Regions from separate parts of the Mus musculus genome. Here region 2 is linked to region 1. A link is a contact called in public Hi-C data. All regions are on one chromosome and are shown on one strand. Each heading gives the region's core, a stretch centred on a gene start, on an enhancer-like site or on the middle of the called end of the contact. The rest is flanking DNA. Distances are from core to core; before and after follow the strand shown.

The links. Hi-C and Micro-C count contacts between places; a contact is called where the count stands out from the background.
Region 2: a Hi-C map of bone marrow-derived macrophages shows a contact between it and region 1, with 58 read pairs. The contact joins the promoter of Clec4a4 here to the enhancer-like site in region 1. A contact is called at or near these places in 1 of 39 promoter capture datasets (macrophages), 4 of 15 datasets of contacts at CTCF or cohesin (embryonic stem cells, pro-B cells and stem cell-derived epiblast-like cells), 11 of 484 Hi-C or Micro-C datasets (the CH12 cell line, LSK cells, bone marrow-derived macrophages and 5 more), 7 of 115 datasets of contacts at active chromatin or transcription factors (embryonic stem cells and microglia) and 4 of 9 other capture datasets (adipose tissue, embryonic stem cells, liver and 1 more).

Annotation. Positions count from the first base shown.
Region 1 is chr6:122,891,080-122,894,007 of GRCm38.p6, reverse strand. No RefSeq gene overlaps it. Among named protein-coding and RNA genes, the nearest start is that of Necap1, 18 kb to the right of the region's middle. Within about 2 kb of position 1,382, at least 6 of the 459 cell types and tissues checked have an H3K27ac peak or open chromatin away from gene starts, as enhancers often do. A contact at or near this core is called in bone marrow-derived macrophages, where this site is marked.
Region 2 is chr6:122,988,853-122,991,780 of GRCm38.p6, reverse strand. It overlaps Clec4a4 (C-type lectin domain family 4, member a4), which reads right to left and starts at 1,414. Exons shown (of 6, transcript NM_001005860.2): 1 at 1,333-1,414; 2 at 1-21. The coding sequence starts at 1,414.

The DNA of each region.
Region 1 (2,928 bases), core at 133-2,632:
AAAGGTGCATTTTTGCTTCTCTGTGCTTAGATATCCTCATCTGTGAAATGCAGATGGCCACACAACGCCTTAGAGGCTCCGTGATACATCTCTCTCTGAGATATAAAACAGAGCTAATGCAGAGCCAAGGGTCTAATGACCCAAGAGAGAGACAGCAGGGCTGCACTTGGTTTGGGGTTTCTGACTCTCTGAAGGGCATTATATATAATACAAAGGCTACAGAGGAGGCTACTTGGAATCACAGAACCAAGAGTGTGGGCCTCACGGTTGACTCAGTCTCCCCATGCTTGTCCTATGCTCGCTCTCTCTCCCCAGCGTCGTCTACTCTCCATTTCTACCTTACTTAATGGCTCCTCCACTCCACACCCTAGAGGGTACCTATCTCAGGTATAGGACAGTGCCATGCCCTAACACTCACCATCCATTTCCTAGCCTGGATAAGACCACACATGGTCAACGCTAGGTGCACGCATGGGGGCAGGAGTGGGCGGCAGGGTTAGTAGCAGAGGTGCGCACTTATGTGGAGCCTTCACATTCCAGATCCTCATCCGTGCACTTCAGTTATTTCAGTTGGTGGAGAGACCTACAGAAACTAATCACAGTCTCTTTGACTAGTCGTCACTTTACAGTCACAGCAACTCTATCACGTCCTAGGGCCCTCATTTTGCCTACCAGGGAGCTGAAACAAACTTGAATAATTTGTCTGGAAGCCAGTGACAGGAAAATTTTTATATAAAGGCTATAATAGCTCATCCCAAATCCATGATCCTGGCCACTAACAATCTACTACACATGATCTGTGACAGGTCATTAGTAAGCATATCCCCCATCAAATGTTTACTTAAGGAATAAAGTCTGAAACTGCCATTCTGGTCCTTATTTTCAATCTGATTAGGCATCTGTTACTTCTACACTCCCAGCAAACTCTGGCTTGGGTAAAAGCTCTAACTCTGGGTAAATGGCCCCAGGCAGCCAAGTGTGGTGGTGTACACCTGGCAGGTAAATCAAGGCCAGCCTGCTCTACAGATTGAGTTCCAGGACAGCCAGGGCTGCAAAAAGAAACCCTGTCTCTAAAAACAAAACAAAACAGAACAAGCTTGGTGGTGGTGGCACACTTAAGGGCAGAAGCAGGCTAATCAGTGTGAGTTCAGAGCCAGCCTAGTCTACATAGTGAGTACCAGGATAGCCAGTGCTATGTAGAGATATTCTGTCTTAAAACACACACACACTCACAAACAAACTAATAAACAAACAAAAAAGACCTCAGATGATCTTTGTGTCTTTCTTTCTGGAGTCCCCTTCATTAGCAAGTCTAAGAAACAAGTCCTACAATTGTCCCGAATGCTAGAGACCAATTGCTAGGGAGATGGCCCCCTCTAGTGGTCACACAGTGACAGGCACGGCCAGATGTAACATCCATAAGAAGTGTTGCTATGACTTCTCTTTCTGGCTATAGCATAGCATCAGAAAATACAAGAAAAAAAAAAAAAAAACTAAAAAGCAAACAAAAAACACTAAGTAGTATGTCTTTTTTACAACACCTCTGAGAATGTGATATTGTTATTAGATGAATGAGACAAAACATGAGCTCACAATGGACAGTCATTTTACTTCTGGCTCAAATGCAAACAAAACAAGCTCACTCCAGTTTTATAATTATGTTCTGTCCTCATCTTGTATCTTTTAAAAGGAAATTAGGAAAGGGAGGAGAAAGAGAGGGAATGAGGGAGGGAGGGAGGGAGGGAGGGAGGGGAAGGCACACAAGCCTATATAGATCCCAGGCTTCAAGCAACAAGTAGCAGGACATGGTGGAACAAACCTTTAATCCCAGGCTTTAATCCTCAAACTTTTACGAATTTGAGGTCAGCTTGGTCTACATAGTGAGTTTCACAACAGCCAAGACTATTTATAGAGACCCTGTCTCAAAAACAAACTAACAAACAAAAGCAACAAAGTAAATAAACATCACCCTCTTCTCTCCAATCTTGTCATCTCAGGGCCGGGGACATGGCTCAGTAGGTCAGAGCACCGGCTGTACAGCATGAATGTGGATCACCAACATCCACGGAGAAAAGCAAGGCACTCACCTACATCCGCAGCATGGAGGAGAAAGGAGACAGAGGATGGTTGGGACTGCTCATGTTCATGCCCCACGTTCACTGACAGACCCTGTCTCAAGGGAATAAGCCTGAGTGTGGCAGAGCAGGGTACCCCAAATCTTCCTTTGGCCTCTGTGCTCTCATACACAAGCACACACACACACACATGTAACAACAGGCCCTCAGACCTTAGCACAACTGACTCCATGATGGAAGCACCATTCAGGCCTTGGAACCCAGCACACGGGCAGCACCACCTGCCAAAATAAAAACAAAGACCGAATCCTTCAAAGTCCATAGTTCTGGGAAAGTCTCTAGATGTACTAACCTCGCTTTTCGGCTCCTGTAGTTCCATTTCTGGCTAGCTGTTCGTGGTAACTGTAGTATGTCAACCCAGAATGTGTTCTTATTCTGAACATCCAGTGTAGTTACCAGCTGGCTAATAAAAGACTTTCTGTTGGCTTAAACCCATGTCTTAAGTGAGTAGTCTTCGATGAATGCTCCCAACACAGAGGCATACATCACATGTCAAAAAGAATATTATTTTAGTCAAAGTTGTTTTTTTTTTTTAACGGCTGGAAAGATAGCTCAGCAGCTAAGAGTGCCCACTGCCTTTACAGAACCTGAGATTACCCATGTCAGGGAAGTCACAAGAACCTGCAACTCCAACTCCAAGAGACCTGAAGCTTTCTTCTGACTGACCTGCATACACACACACACACACACACACACACACACACACACACATATGCAAACATAAATACTGATGACAATAATCTCCAACATTATAAATAACACATATTATAAAAATTTCAGATAGGTAGGTAAT
Region 2 (2,928 bases), core at 165-2,664, 98 kb before region 1:
GGATAGGTTTCTCTCTGGGAGCTAGAAGGAGAAGCACATTCATTTCATGAGAAATAAGTCCATCCTTGTTTCTTCTTTTCCACACTTCTTTTTTCCCATTTTGTCTAGGATACATAATTTACTAATAGTATGAACATTTCAAGTAACAGAAAAATAAAAGCACAAACTTACACTGTTGAAATAACTGATATTAATATTTTGAGATCTGAAAAATATATATGTGTGTGTATATACATATATATGTGTATATATGTATATATATGTACATATATATATATATATATATATATATATATATATATATATATATATATATGAAAATACTTGGTTCATAGCCTTTCATGGAGGTGTGTGTGTGTGTGTGTGTGTGTGTGTGTGTGTGTGTGTGTGTGTGTGTGTGAAGGGAAGTGTAATGAGGTAGGATCTCACTGTGTAGTACTGGATGGTCTGCAACTCATTATGTAGACCAGACTGGGCTCAAATCTTCAGTGATCCTCCTGCCTCTGCCTCCTCAGTGCTGGAATTAGGCCAATCCTGGCCCTTGCAGTAAATCTTAAAGTATGTGCATATAAAGTGTTTTCCTGCATGATGACCCAACATAAATAGTGCCACCTGGCCTACAACTTTTCTTTACATTAGTATTGTAAATACATTTTCATTTCACTATGTTTTCTTAGTGTTCTTTATTATAGATTCAGCACTGTATACATAAATAACTTCCAAACTGCCAAAATATTAAAGACACATATACAATAACAGATAAATATTTCTATTCATAGTCCATCACTTTAGCATAATGTCTGTCTGCTAGCCACCACCACATGGCTGGAAACTTCATGGAGGAAGGTACAATTTAGTGGCACAGCAACTAGCCATCAAGTGAGAGGTTCTTCTGTGATCTATAGTATAAATGAAAAAGTTCCTTCAAGATAAAATCTCAACACAGAAACAGTTTTCATGAAGTTACAAAATACTGTCAAACATAGAAGGTAGAGATCACTATTAAACAATATGACTTCATTTTCAGAAAAAAAATGTATTTATGCTCATTTGTATAGAGCAGTAAATGCAGCAAGATTCAAGGTTTAGTTTCTGTAAATGGCAAGAGCAAAAAACATTCTGAGAAAGCTTTTCCTTCCCACTATAAAACTGTCCAGCTCTTCAAGTTGATCTACAAATAGTTTAAACAACTAAGACTCCAGTAAAATACCAGATGGGAGCGCTCAAAGAATCATTCACAAATACCACCTAACTTTGCTAGTGGCCATTCCTTTATCCTCCAGTCTACATAAGTACAGAAAGGTGGTTTTGTTTCCTTTTGTTTTGTTTTACCTGCAGGACATTTTGAGTAGGTGTCCAAGGAGTCGGATTCATTCGTGATCCTCACTTCTGCATAAGTGATTTCTGAAGCCATTTCAAGAAAAGACCTGCCTCCCTCAGAAAGCACAACTCATTCTCTCTCTAAGGCTCTGTAGTATGTGAGAACCAATTGCAGCAACAGGTTGTCATGTCACACAATTGTATGAAAGAAGAGGCATGTCTCACTAGGTTAAACCACATGAGAACAAGAAACCACAGCACGGAATCACTCAGGTCACACAGGGGAAATCCAACCTCTTAATACAAGAAAATAAGAATTGTAGCCCTCAAACCCACTCAGCGAGGTATGCAAGGACTGCAAAGTGGGAACTCAAAGGGGGAAGAAAAGAAATAGGAAGGAGAAGAAAAGAGGAACCATGCTATTAGAGAACTCTATCCTAAGACACAGCAAACATAAACTCGCGCAGTTCTATATGCAAACCAGTTTTCCTTTTTTTTAAGGAAAACCAGACAAAATGGGCAAACACTTAAGACATGACATTGATTTTGACTGAAGAAACAAATTGTGATATCACATTCTAGAGGATCGTTGTCCCTCACTGCCACGCACTTCAGTCGAGTCAGCTTGACAGACTGTGAAGCCTAAAAGCCACTCACAAGGCAGAGAGTTTCAAGGAAGCTCACCTCCTGGAGTTTATCCATATACTCTATTCCTGCGTTAGTCTGGTGTATGGATCTATGAGCTCTCTTTTAATATTTTATTATAAATACCTTTTAAGATTAAATTATGTTATAGTTAGTCTCCCCAGTGTTCCAAGATCCCAGAAGCGGCCAGAGCTTAAAATCCTGTGAGAAGGCAGTAAGGAAGTTAGCCTATTCAGTAACTAATTAAGCATTACAATAGACAGAGCCAGTGGCTCAACTGGTCTGCAGAAAGAGCCAGAGAATCTCTCCAAGATAGAAATCTTCAGTAAGGCTACATTGAATATTAAAAGCAAGTTGGTATATTCTCCTGACAACTGGAGATTCTCCAGATACTTAAAAGTTACACTCATATAAGAATTTAGCAAGGCCTAGGAAATTAGGTGGGTTGTGATATTACATTATTCTTGAGGTCTGCCAAGAGCAGAACCCCCTGGTGCTAGCCTTCACAAGGTTCACAGGTATAACACTAAAGTGTAAAATCCTTGCCTGTCACTAAGCTGACCCTAGACAGGACTGCTTTATCTTTACTGTAAACATTTACCTGGTTCCTGTAAATCCTTTTAAAGTCATTCCTTTGTTTTGTACCTGGTAACTTCAATGTACCTTGCCTGCTGTGACTTCCGACCCTTGTATTTTCTGTACTATAAAAAGTTTGATGCTCAACCTGACAAATACATTCAGATTCTACACAACCTCTCCTGTGTACATCTGTCTGTCATATCATCCAATGCTTTGCCCACCTGCGACTAGAGACCCGTTCCACGCAGACATAGGGATCAGAGGGTCTGCGACACCTCACCATTGTGTGGGATCCCACTTTTCTCTCAGCTGCCTACAGTATTGGGAAGGCAAAGCTCATATCCTGTTTCTTCTGAAGCTGATCCTCTGAACACTCTGCCTCCT